Regions from separate parts of the Canis lupus genome. Here regions 2 and 3 are each linked to region 1. Evidence: chromatin contacts called from public Hi-C data. All regions are on one chromosome and are shown on one strand. Each heading gives the region's core, a stretch centred on a gene start, on an enhancer-like site or on the middle of the called end of the contact. The rest is flanking DNA. Distances are from core to core; before and after follow the strand shown. Region 1 holds the start of TIPARP (protein mono-ADP-ribosyltransferase TIPARP). Region 2 holds the start of CCNL1 (cyclin-L1). Region 3 has its middle 57 kb from the start of CCNL1.

Region 1 (3,193 bases), core at 509-3,008:
CTCTCTCTCTCTCTGTGTCTCTCATGAATGAATAAATAAAACCTTTAAAAAAAATTTCTTAAAAAAAATAATAAATGAGGTATTTCTAAAAGAATAAATAACGTGTAATTTAACGGGTGGGAGAGAACAGAATTAAAAACACTTAATCCAAAAGAAAGCGTGAAGTGTAAGGACCACAGAACAGATGAGACAAAGAGCAAACAGCAAAATGCTATTTTTTGAACTTAGATGCTCGCTTCTAGGGCAGCCGGAGTGGCTCAGCGGTTTAGCACCTGCCTCCAGCCCAGGGCGTGATCCTGGAGTCCCGGGATCGAGTCCCACGTCGGGCTCCCTGCATGGAGCCTGCTTCTCCCTCTGCCTGTGTCTCTACCTCTCTCTCTCTGTCCCTAATGAATAAACAAATAAAATCTTAAAAAAAAAAAAAAAAGCAAACAAAAAGGAAACGTGCTTCTAGGTAACTCCGTGTATGAGCAGGCGCAGACCAAGACGCTGCCTTAACACAGTTTTTAAGCCTGAAAATTCAATGTTTACCTAGGAGCGTCCGAATCCTGTCGGTGTCATTCGTAGCTTCGCTGAACCCCCTGGACTTGATGCCGCGTGGAGCGCGCCTGCTGGGGGAGGCGCCGCCCTTAATCCACTTCTTGTTGGCGTCGTGTGGTTTAGAAGCGCGTGAGAAGATTGGAGACCCGTTATCTCCAGTCCTACTGCCGCTTAGCTCTTTATATAGGCGTTCCGGTGTGTGTTTGTGTTTTTTTGTTGTTGTTGTTTTCTTTTTGTTTTTTGTTTTGTTTTGTTTGTTCTTTTTTTTAAGGATAATAGTTGTCTTTTTCAACCCACGAAGCCTCCGAGCTGTGGGACTCAGTCAGACTTGAGGCCGCGCGGGCGGGGAGCAGCTCTTGGCAAGCTGCGTGCGCGTCTCTGTCCACGACCAACCGCCATCCAGGGCCCTTGTCCCCCGACACAGCGGGATCCACGAGCTGCACGCAGGGCTGTCCCCGCACCACCGGAAGCCATCCGAGGACTCACCGCCCAAGACCTTCGTCGGCCCAGAAACTACGGCAAACTCGCGCCGGGTGCGCGCTGGAAGGGGGAGTCCGTGGCGCTGCGCGGGGCGGCGGCTGCCGGGGCGTCGCCGGGTCCCCGCCGCGTGCCGGGCCTTCCCTCGCGGCCCGTCAGGCAGGGGGCGGGCGACCCCGTCTGGCCGCGGCGACCGTAGCAGCCGTCCGGCTCCCGTCGGGGTCCCGCGGCGCCGAGGCCGGGAAGGCCGGCCGCACGGAAACGCCTCGTGCCGTCCCGCATCCCGTCCCGGAGCCCCTCAGTCAGTCAGGCGGCGCCCGCCCCACGCGGCGCACACCGCCGCTCCTCACGGCCGCGCGACCGCCACCCCCACCCCCACCCCCACCCCCACCCCCACCCCCGCACAGCGCGCGTGCGCGCGCGGGAGGACACGCCCCCTCGCGGGAGCACGCGGCCGCCGCACGCACGCACGCTCCGCGCGCCTCCCCACGCCGGGAGCGAGCGCGCACGCGCACGCGCACGCGCACGCGCACGCGGGGCGGGCCCCCCTCGCTCCGCACGCCCCGCCCTCCCCGGCGGCGCCCACTGAGCGCCCGGCCCTCTCACCCCGCCCCTCTCCCCCGCGGCCCAGGCTCCGCCTCCGCGACGGGGCAGCCGAGAGGAGGCGACCGGAAGCCACTTTAAAGCGGAGCTCGGGGTGACAGGCGAGCGAGCCGGAGCGGGCAGTGCGGCCGCTGCTCTCTGCGCTCCCGGCGGCGGAATGGCCCGCGCGCTGCCCGCCGCGGCCCCGGCCTGACCGTCGGACGCCCGAGCCCGCTCTCCGCGCGGACGCTGCCGGCGCCCCGGCTCCGCGGTCCGCGCTCTCCGGCGGCGCCATCAGGTGAGGGCGGCGGGCGGCGGGGGGGGCGGCAGACCCGGCGGGGATGGCGGGCGGGGGCGCCGGCCTCGCGGCGTCCGTGCCCCCGCGGGCTCCCTCGGACCCGCCAGCCCGGGACGGGGCGGCCTGCACCCCCGGAGCCCTCGCGGCCGCGGGCAGGTGTAGGATCGGGAGGCGGCGGCGGCGGCGGGCCGGCACCCCGCGGGCGGACCCCGACCGACCCCGCGCGCTCGGCGGCGCCGCAGCCCACAACTTTGCGGGCGGTTCTCACGTCAACTTCGCGGGCGCACGAGCGCGCGCCGGCCTCGCCCCCCGCCCCCGCCCCCGCCCCGCGGCGCCGGCCGCCCGGTGCCCGCGAGCGTCCGAGCCCCGCGGGACGAGCCCCTGGGCAAGGTCGGTCGGGAGGCGGGGACGGCCGAGCTGCAGAGGCGGCCCGAGCGGCTTCCGCGGAGGAGGGGCCCCGACGGGGTCGGGACGGCGCGCGGGATGCTCGGGGACGCGGGGTCGGCCGGGCCGGGCGGCGCCTCCTCCGCGCTGCGCGGGGCTGCGGGCGGCCCGGGGGGCGGGGCTGCGGGGCCCGCGGCGGCCGGCAGGAGGCGTCCCTCGGACCCGGGCTCGGCGGCGGGGGGCGGCGGGGCTGCGGAGTCCGCGCCGGGCGGTCTCGGGGCGCGGGGGCCGGGGGAGCCCGGGGGTCACCACGCGGGGTCTGCGGGAGCGCGGAGTTCGCAGCGGGCGGTTGCGGGGCGGGGGGCGGCGGGAGCGGTAGGTCGCCGGCTGCGGGGGGGCCCCAGCCCGGAGGAAGTGTCCCTCCAATCTTTATTTTTCTGTTATGCAAACTAATTGAGGAACAAGTCCTAGTGACTTCCCCACCGCAGCCACTCCTTAGCGCTCTGCCTCCTCCTCGGTCTTATTTCCGAGCGGGTCGGAGGGCAATAACAGGAAAAGAGCGTGCGTGCGCGTCCACTGCCGTGTAAATGAGACGGGTGCAGCGTCTCTTCCCGTGATCGGAGGGGGCCGGGGTGCGTGTGAGTGAGTGTGAGTGTGTGCACGCACGCACGCGAGGGGAGGCACGGGCGGGCTCGGCGTGGTGGAGAGGGAATACCACAGTCCGTGCCAATTGTGCCTGGAGGCAAGAGCACCGAGCGATGAATAATAACGCCTGGCTTGGCCGCCTTCCAGCCGATGTATGTCTTCTGTCAAGTTCCTCCTCCGTGAAGCTTTCCCCACGGTGCCAGCTCGCACTGGACTCTTGCTGCCTCTTCTTTTGTACCCACCGTGTGCGCTAGCACCTGGCCCCGT
Region 2 (3,193 bases), core at 190-2,689, 400 kb after region 1:
CAGCACTGTTAGGATTGTCCATAAATGCAACTGCCTCTACAAACTTTAGATAGCTGGTTAATTGTGGCTGGTTTCCAATGGGTTTGGGTTTTTATCAGTGAGCTCCTACGTGCATCTCAACACCTGAATTACGGCCGGGTTTATCCTTTGCCACCAGTTTCGAAGAGAAAAGGGAAATGCTTTGGTTGGATGGTTGGTGCACGAGACGGTAGCGGCAAGCAACACTGCGCTCAGTAACGCCCATCTTACCTTTTTCCTCTCAACTGGCGGAGGTGGTGGAACACGTTGATCACATCTCTTATTCTTCTGGGGGCTTCTTCGATTTTCGACGCAAGGTTAATACAGGCCATGGCGACGATCTGCAAGAGCCCACAAGCGAATGCGACGTGGTTACACCCGGGGGGGGGGGGGGACACGATCGAGGAAGCAAAATCGGGGAGAAAGGGCTCCCCCCATCCCATCCCATCCCATCCCCCCCCACCCCTGCCGGCAAGTTTCACCGACTTGTTCTGATTTGCAGATTTCAGGACGCAGCTGGGATTTGGGGTGAAACAGAAGCGTGATGGGCATTCCTAGGCCGCAAGCTCACCAGCAGGCTACTGATGCGTCTTTTTTTTTTTTTTTTTTTAATTTTTTTTTTTTTTTAAATTTTTTATTGCTTAACGGGCCAGCTCGGCCTTCCGGCGGGAGCCGCACGACCGGGTCGGGGAGGCTCCGGGGCGGAGCGGAGCGCGCTCCGGGCACGTCCCCCGCGCGGTACAAAGGCCTCGGCTAACCACTCCCTCCCTGGAAGCGCCGCCGCGGCCGCCCCCTCCCCCCTCCCCCCTCCCTCCCCGCCCCTCCCCTCCCCGGCCCGCTTCCGGGTGGAGAAATCCCCGCGCCCGCGCCCCCGCCCCCGCCCCCGCGGGCTCACCTCGAAACTGTGCTTGACGAAGGACTTGGAGTAGAAGAAGCGGTGGAACAGCACCTGCCCCGTCGCCATCGCCACCTGCAGACCGAGAGGAGAAGCAAGCGCAGGGGTCAGGCGGGCCGAGCGCCGCCGCCGCCGCCGCCGCCGCCGCCGCCGCCGCCATCTTGGGCCGCCGCGCGCCCCTCCCCCCGGCCCGCCGCCCCGACCTGCGGCAGGCGGAGGAGGATGCCGGCCGCCTGGATGAGCTCGCAGCCCAGGATGCGCAGGTCCGTCTCGCTGGGCAGGTCCAGCCCGTCCTGCATGGACGGCGTCGGCGACAGCCGCTCCTCCGGGATCAGCGAGTGGTCGATGGTGAGCGACACCTCCGAGTACAGGCGGTCGCCGATCAGGATCCCGCCCGCCGCGGGCGTCGTCGCGGCCGCCGTCCCCGAGCTGGGGCCGCCCGCGCTCGGGGCGGCGGACGCGGCGGCGGCGGCGGCGGCCGCGGCGGCGGCGGCGGCGGCGGCGGTCGGGTGAGGCCCGGACGCCATGGTGTGGGCGAGCTGCACGCACGCCCGACGCAGCCGGAACCCGGGCGAGACTAACCAGCGTCCTCGGCGCGCCCGACGTGCCCGCGACCGCCCCGGGGCCGCCTCACGCCGCGTGCGCTTCCGCCCTGACGTCACCGCGCCGGCGCGCGCCAGCTAGTCCCTGCGGGGCGGGGCGGGGGCGGGGCGGCGGGCGCTGCGGGGCCTCGAGCTCTGCGGGGGGGGGGACTCGGGGGGCCTCGAGCTCTGTGGCGCGTCGGGCTCTGCGGGGGCGTGGGGCGCTGCGGGGGGCGTTGTGGGGCGTCGGGCTCTGCGGGGAGCGCTGCGGGGCCTTGATCTCTGCTGGCATCGGGCTCTGCGGGGGGGGGGGGGCGCTGCGGGGAGTCGGGCTCTGCGGGGCGTCGGGCACTGCGGGGCGTCGGGCACTGCGGGGCGTCGGGCTGTGCGGACGTCGGGCTCTGCGGGGCCTCGAGCTATGCGGGGCGTCGGGCTCTGCGGGGAGTCGGGCTCTGCGGGGCGTCGGGCACTGCGGAGGGCGCTGTGAGGTGTCGGGCTCTGCGGGGCCTCGAGCTATGCGGGGCGTCGGGCCCTGCGGGCGTCGGGCGCTGCGGGCGTCGGGCGCTGCGGGGGAGCACTGCGGGGCCTCGAGCTCTGCGGGCGGTGGGCGCAGCGGGGTGTCGGGCACTGCGGGGGACGTTGCGGGGCGTCGGGTTCTGCGGGCGTTGGGCGCTGCGGGGGACGCTGCAGGGCCTTGAGCTATGCGGGCGTCGGGCTCTCCAGGGCCTCGAGCTCTGCGGGGCGTCGGGCTCTGCGGACGTCGGGCGCTGCGGGGAGGGCGCTGCGGGACCTTGAGCTCTGCGGGCCTCGGGTTCTGCGGTGCCTCCAGCTCTGCGGGCGTCGGGCTCTGCGGGGGGCGCTGCGGGGCGTCGGGCTCTGCGGGCGTTGGGCGCTGCAGGACCTTGAGCTCTGCGGGCCTCGGGCTCTGCGGGGCCTCGAGCTCTGCGGGAGGTGGGCGCAGCGGGGCGTCGGGCACTGCGGAGGGCGCTGCGGGGCGTCGGGCTCTGCGGGGCCTCGAGCTATGCGGGGCGTCGGGCCCTGCGGGCGTCGGGCGCTGCGGGGGGGGGGGCACTGCGGGGCCTCGAGCTCTGCGGGCGGTGGGCGCAGCGGGGCGTCGGGCACTGCGGGGGGGGGGCGTTGCGGGGCGTCGGGTTCTGCGGGCGTTGGGCGCTGCGGGGGACGCTGCAGGACCTTGAGCTCTGCGGGGCGTCGGGCTCTGCGGACGTCGGGCGCTGCGGGGGTGGGGGGGGGGGGCGCTGCGGGACCTTGAGCTCTGCGGGCCTCGGGTTCTGCGGTGCCTCCAGCTCTGCGGGCATCGGGCTCTGCGGGGGGCGCTGCGGGGCGTCGGGCACTCCGGGGGCGTCGGGCACTGCGGGGGGCGCTGCGGGGCGTCGGGCTCTGCGGGCGTTGGGCGCTGCGGGGGACGCTGCAGGACCTTGAGCTCTGCGGGGCGTCGGGCTCTGCGGACGTCGGGCGCTGCGGGGGGGGGGGGGGGGGGGGGCGCTGCAGGACCTTGAGCTCTGCGGGCCTCGGGCTCTGCGGGGCCTCGAGCTCTGCGGGCGGTGGGCTCTGCGGGGTCGCTGCGGTCCCGGCCGCCCCGCTCGGCGGGACAGGGGCCTGGGCTCCCGCGGGGCGTCCGCCGCCCGTCCGCCTGCGAGACTCAGTGCCGCGGCCCGGAGCAGCCCAGGCTCCGGGAGGA
Region 3 (3,193 bases), core at 308-2,807, 340 kb after region 1:
GTAAAGAGTATTCCTTCCCGTCCCTGGAGACCTTAGTCATGGATGAAGCTCATTTACAAGCACCCCTCGCCCGCTTCAGCCGCGCACATCCCCACCCTTTATCCCCATGATGACCTTGGAAGTGACCAAGAGTTCCCAGGTAACCTCTCTGCCTCCGTGAAAGGTCTGCTTTTGCTTGTTTCGCAGGTCTCCGTAAATCTCAAAAAGAAAACTAAAGGGTCGCCTAAGCAAACCCCCGAGACAGTGCCTCTCCACGACCTCCCTGTCATTTTAGGGGTCATTTCACGCCTGGTTTAACTTTCTGCAATCATTTTTAGTATCTCCTTTTGCAGACTTCTTGGGGCCTGGGAGGGAAATGGAGTGAAGCTGAAGGAAACCAAAGGTGAGTCCCGCGGGGTGGGCGGATGGATGCCAGCAGGGAGGCTCCGGGGCTGCGGCCCACGCCCCCTCCCACCCCAGCCCCCTGGAGGCCAGCGCTCCTCACCGCGCACCCCGCACCCCGCACCCCGCAGGGGCACGACGTGCAGCCGAGCGAGGTCAGGGAAGTCGGGCGGGCTCCCCGCGCTCCCCCAGCACCTCCACCCCTGCAGGCGGCGCCCGGGGCGCCCACCCCCCACATCCGCTCCCGAGCTCCTCTGCACAGCAGGGCGCTCCCGGGGCCCCCGACCGCGCCGGGAACCGCTTTCCCGGGGGCCTAGGGCGAGCCCCGGCCTTTGCTAACGAGGGCGTGGCTCCCCGGGGGCTCGTTCCCGGCAGGCGCACCGGGTCCCTGCGGGGACGGGGACGCGGACTTCCCGCCGCGGGGCAGGCGCTCGCTGCAGCTCCCTGCACCGCCCCTCCCGCCCCGCGGCCGCGCATGCGTGGAGGGGCCGCGCCGGCTCCGGGCTCCCGGGCTCCAGCCGCCGGGGCCGCGCATGCGTGGGGAGGGCCGCGCCGGCTCCTAGGCTCTCGGGCTCCCGTCGCGGGGACCGCGCATGCGTGGGGAGGGCCGCGCCGGCTCTCGGCTCCCGGGCTGCCAGGCTCCTGGGCTCCGGCCGTCGGGGCCGCGCATGCGTGAAGAGGGCCATGCTGGCTCCTGGCTCCCAGGCTCCGGCCGCGGGGGCCGCGCATGCGTGAGGAAGGCCCGTCGGCTCCGGGCTCTCGAGCTCCGGCCGTCGGGGCTGCGCATGCGTGGAGAGGGCCTCGCGGGCTCCCGGGCTCTCGGACTCTGGTGGTGGGGGGCCGCGCATGCGTGGAGAGGGCCCGCCGGCTCCGGGCTCGGCTCCGGGCTCCCGCCGTCGGGGCTGCGCATGCGTCGGTGGTGGGGCCGGGGCTGCCCCGCGGAGCCCCGAGCGCCCGGGGTCAGGCTCTCCCCCGTTGCCAGGCTGCTCGGCGGGGAAGCCGCATCGTCGGAAGCGAGCCAGAGGGTGCTGAAGGCACAGGCTCCCTCCAGGGCATCTGCGAGGAGGCGGATGCAGAGGGCGGTGGGCGCCGGCCCAGGCTGCAGTTTCTGAATCCCTGCAGCTGGGGCCAGATCCAGCCCGTAGGGCGAGGCTTGCACGCCCCTTCCGTGAGCATCCATCAGGCTGCAGGCTGCTGCGGGCCAGGCGCGTGCATGGCACGGAAGATAAGCAGGGACACATCAGAGGCCGTGCCCTCTGCATGGGCGTCGACCAGTCACAGCTGGGCTCGACCTCGGCAGGCCTGCACTACTAGCCAGGTGGCCCGGTGTAGCTAAGCTCTGGGAGCCGTGGGTTCCTGGTCTGCAAAAAGGAGATGAAATAGAACCTACCTGCCGGGTCGCAGGGTGTAAGTGACATGAGGTGCACACTGCTCAGCGTGGTCACTGCAGTGCAAGGCACCCCCATGTGCACGCAGGATTTGGGGACTAGAAGCGGTGGGTACAGAGGTGTCCCCGGGACAGTCACAATACTCATTTCCAGACCAAAGTGACGCAGAACGAGAGGGAAGGTACTTTCCCCCTAAGCCCTGGGTGGCACTTAGGGAGACTCACCCAGGGCTACGTGACCTGGCACACAGAGGCGAGAGGAAACTGTCTATGTTTCCACCAGCTGCTGGCCGCCACCCTCTGTCTCCCTCCTTTCCCAGCTCTCGCTGTGACTCATGGCGGCTGCAGAGATAGGTGAGGACCTCTCAGCAGAGTGAAATGCGTTCTCCGAGGAGGTTTGATTTAGGTTTGAAGTCCTGCTCATCGCAGGCAGCTCTCCTCTCTTCCTAGGCAGGGCAGGCAGAGGAGCAATCCCTCCCAGCGACCAGAAGGAATGGGGGTGAAGCCCCTACGGCGTCAGACTGGAGCGGTCTGGACTCTGGATCATCAGAGCTGAAGACCGTCCAGGCCCGTGCCCTGGTGTAAACGGAGGAGCTTGGAAAAACATGTAAAAGGTCAAATGACCTCAAGCTTTAGACTCAGCTCAGCCCTGACTCTGTGTTCATTCACCCCCTCCTGCACACTGCTCCAGAGGCTCCGTTTCAGGAAGCAGGGAGAAGGAAATGGAAAATCGGAACCCAGAAGAGTTCCCAGGTTCGTGCAGCTCCACGGATAGCGGTAGCACTCGCTGTGATAGTGACTGGAGGACGAGGAATGGCTCTGAGTGGAGGATGGCATGTTTTGAACGCATTTTTCATGTGCAGGAGACTTCCAGGGGTGACCTCCAGGTGCCAAGCCTGCCAGAGAGAGGCTGCGCGAAGCACCCCCGGGAAATAGTCAACATAGAGGTGGGCCCTGAAGCTGGGGCTGCACTGAGTGGGAAGGTGATGGGATGGAGGAGAGCTGAACCTGATGGGTACCGGGTCCTGAGGCCCAAATAGGGGTCCTGAGGAGAGCGCAGAAAAGTGAAAAAACTAGGGGGAAAATGGCAGCAAGCAGTCCAAGTGAGGAGGTTTTTCTGGGGTGAGGAAGTGACCAGGAGCAGGAAATGCCACAGAGATGCCCAGCACATGAACGCTGGGATGTAACCATTGAGAGGGACAATGAGGAAGTCAAGTCATGGATGAGTCATTGACCCCTGTTTCGATGAGGTCATGAGAGCAGAAACCAGGTCACAAGGGGTTGGAGGCAAATAGAGTCAAGAAAGAGGAGCAGCAGGACAGTGGGTACAGCTTACTGCTTCGGAAGAGTTGGGTGGTTGGAGAAGGGGAAATTACAGCCAGGGAGCCTTGGGGGGGGTTGGCTTCGGTCGATGTCTTTTTACTG

What was found. A called contact is a pair of places that touch in the nucleus more often than the background predicts.
Region 2: a contact with region 1 is called in a Hi-C map of blood, with 5 times the contacts expected there. The contact joins the promoter of CCNL1 here to the promoter of TIPARP in region 1. A contact is called at or near these places in 2 of 9 Hi-C or Micro-C datasets (both in blood).
Region 3: a contact with region 1 is called in a Hi-C map of blood, with 3 times the contacts expected there. The contact joins the enhancer-like site here to the promoter of TIPARP in region 1. A contact is called at or near these places in 2 of 9 Hi-C or Micro-C datasets (amygdala and blood).

Annotation. Positions count from the first base shown.
Region 1 is chr23:50,803,803-50,806,995 of UU_Cfam_GSD_1.0, forward strand. TIPARP (protein mono-ADP-ribosyltransferase TIPARP) reads left to right here and starts at 1,759. Exons shown (of 6, transcript XM_038571279.1): 1 at 1,759-1,897.
Region 2 is chr23:51,205,480-51,208,672 of UU_Cfam_GSD_1.0, forward strand. It overlaps CCNL1 (cyclin-L1), which reads right to left and starts at 1,440. Exons shown (of 11, transcript XM_038571297.1): 1 at 1,117-1,440; 2 at 914-988; 3 at 250-359. The coding sequence starts at 1,440.
Region 3 is chr23:51,148,459-51,151,651 of UU_Cfam_GSD_1.0, forward strand. No RefSeq gene overlaps it. Among named protein-coding and RNA genes, the nearest start is that of CCNL1, 57 kb to the right of the region's middle. Within about 2 kb of position 1,558, at least 5 of the 20 cell types and tissues checked have an H3K27ac peak or open chromatin away from gene starts, as enhancers often do. A contact at or near this core is called in blood, where this site is marked.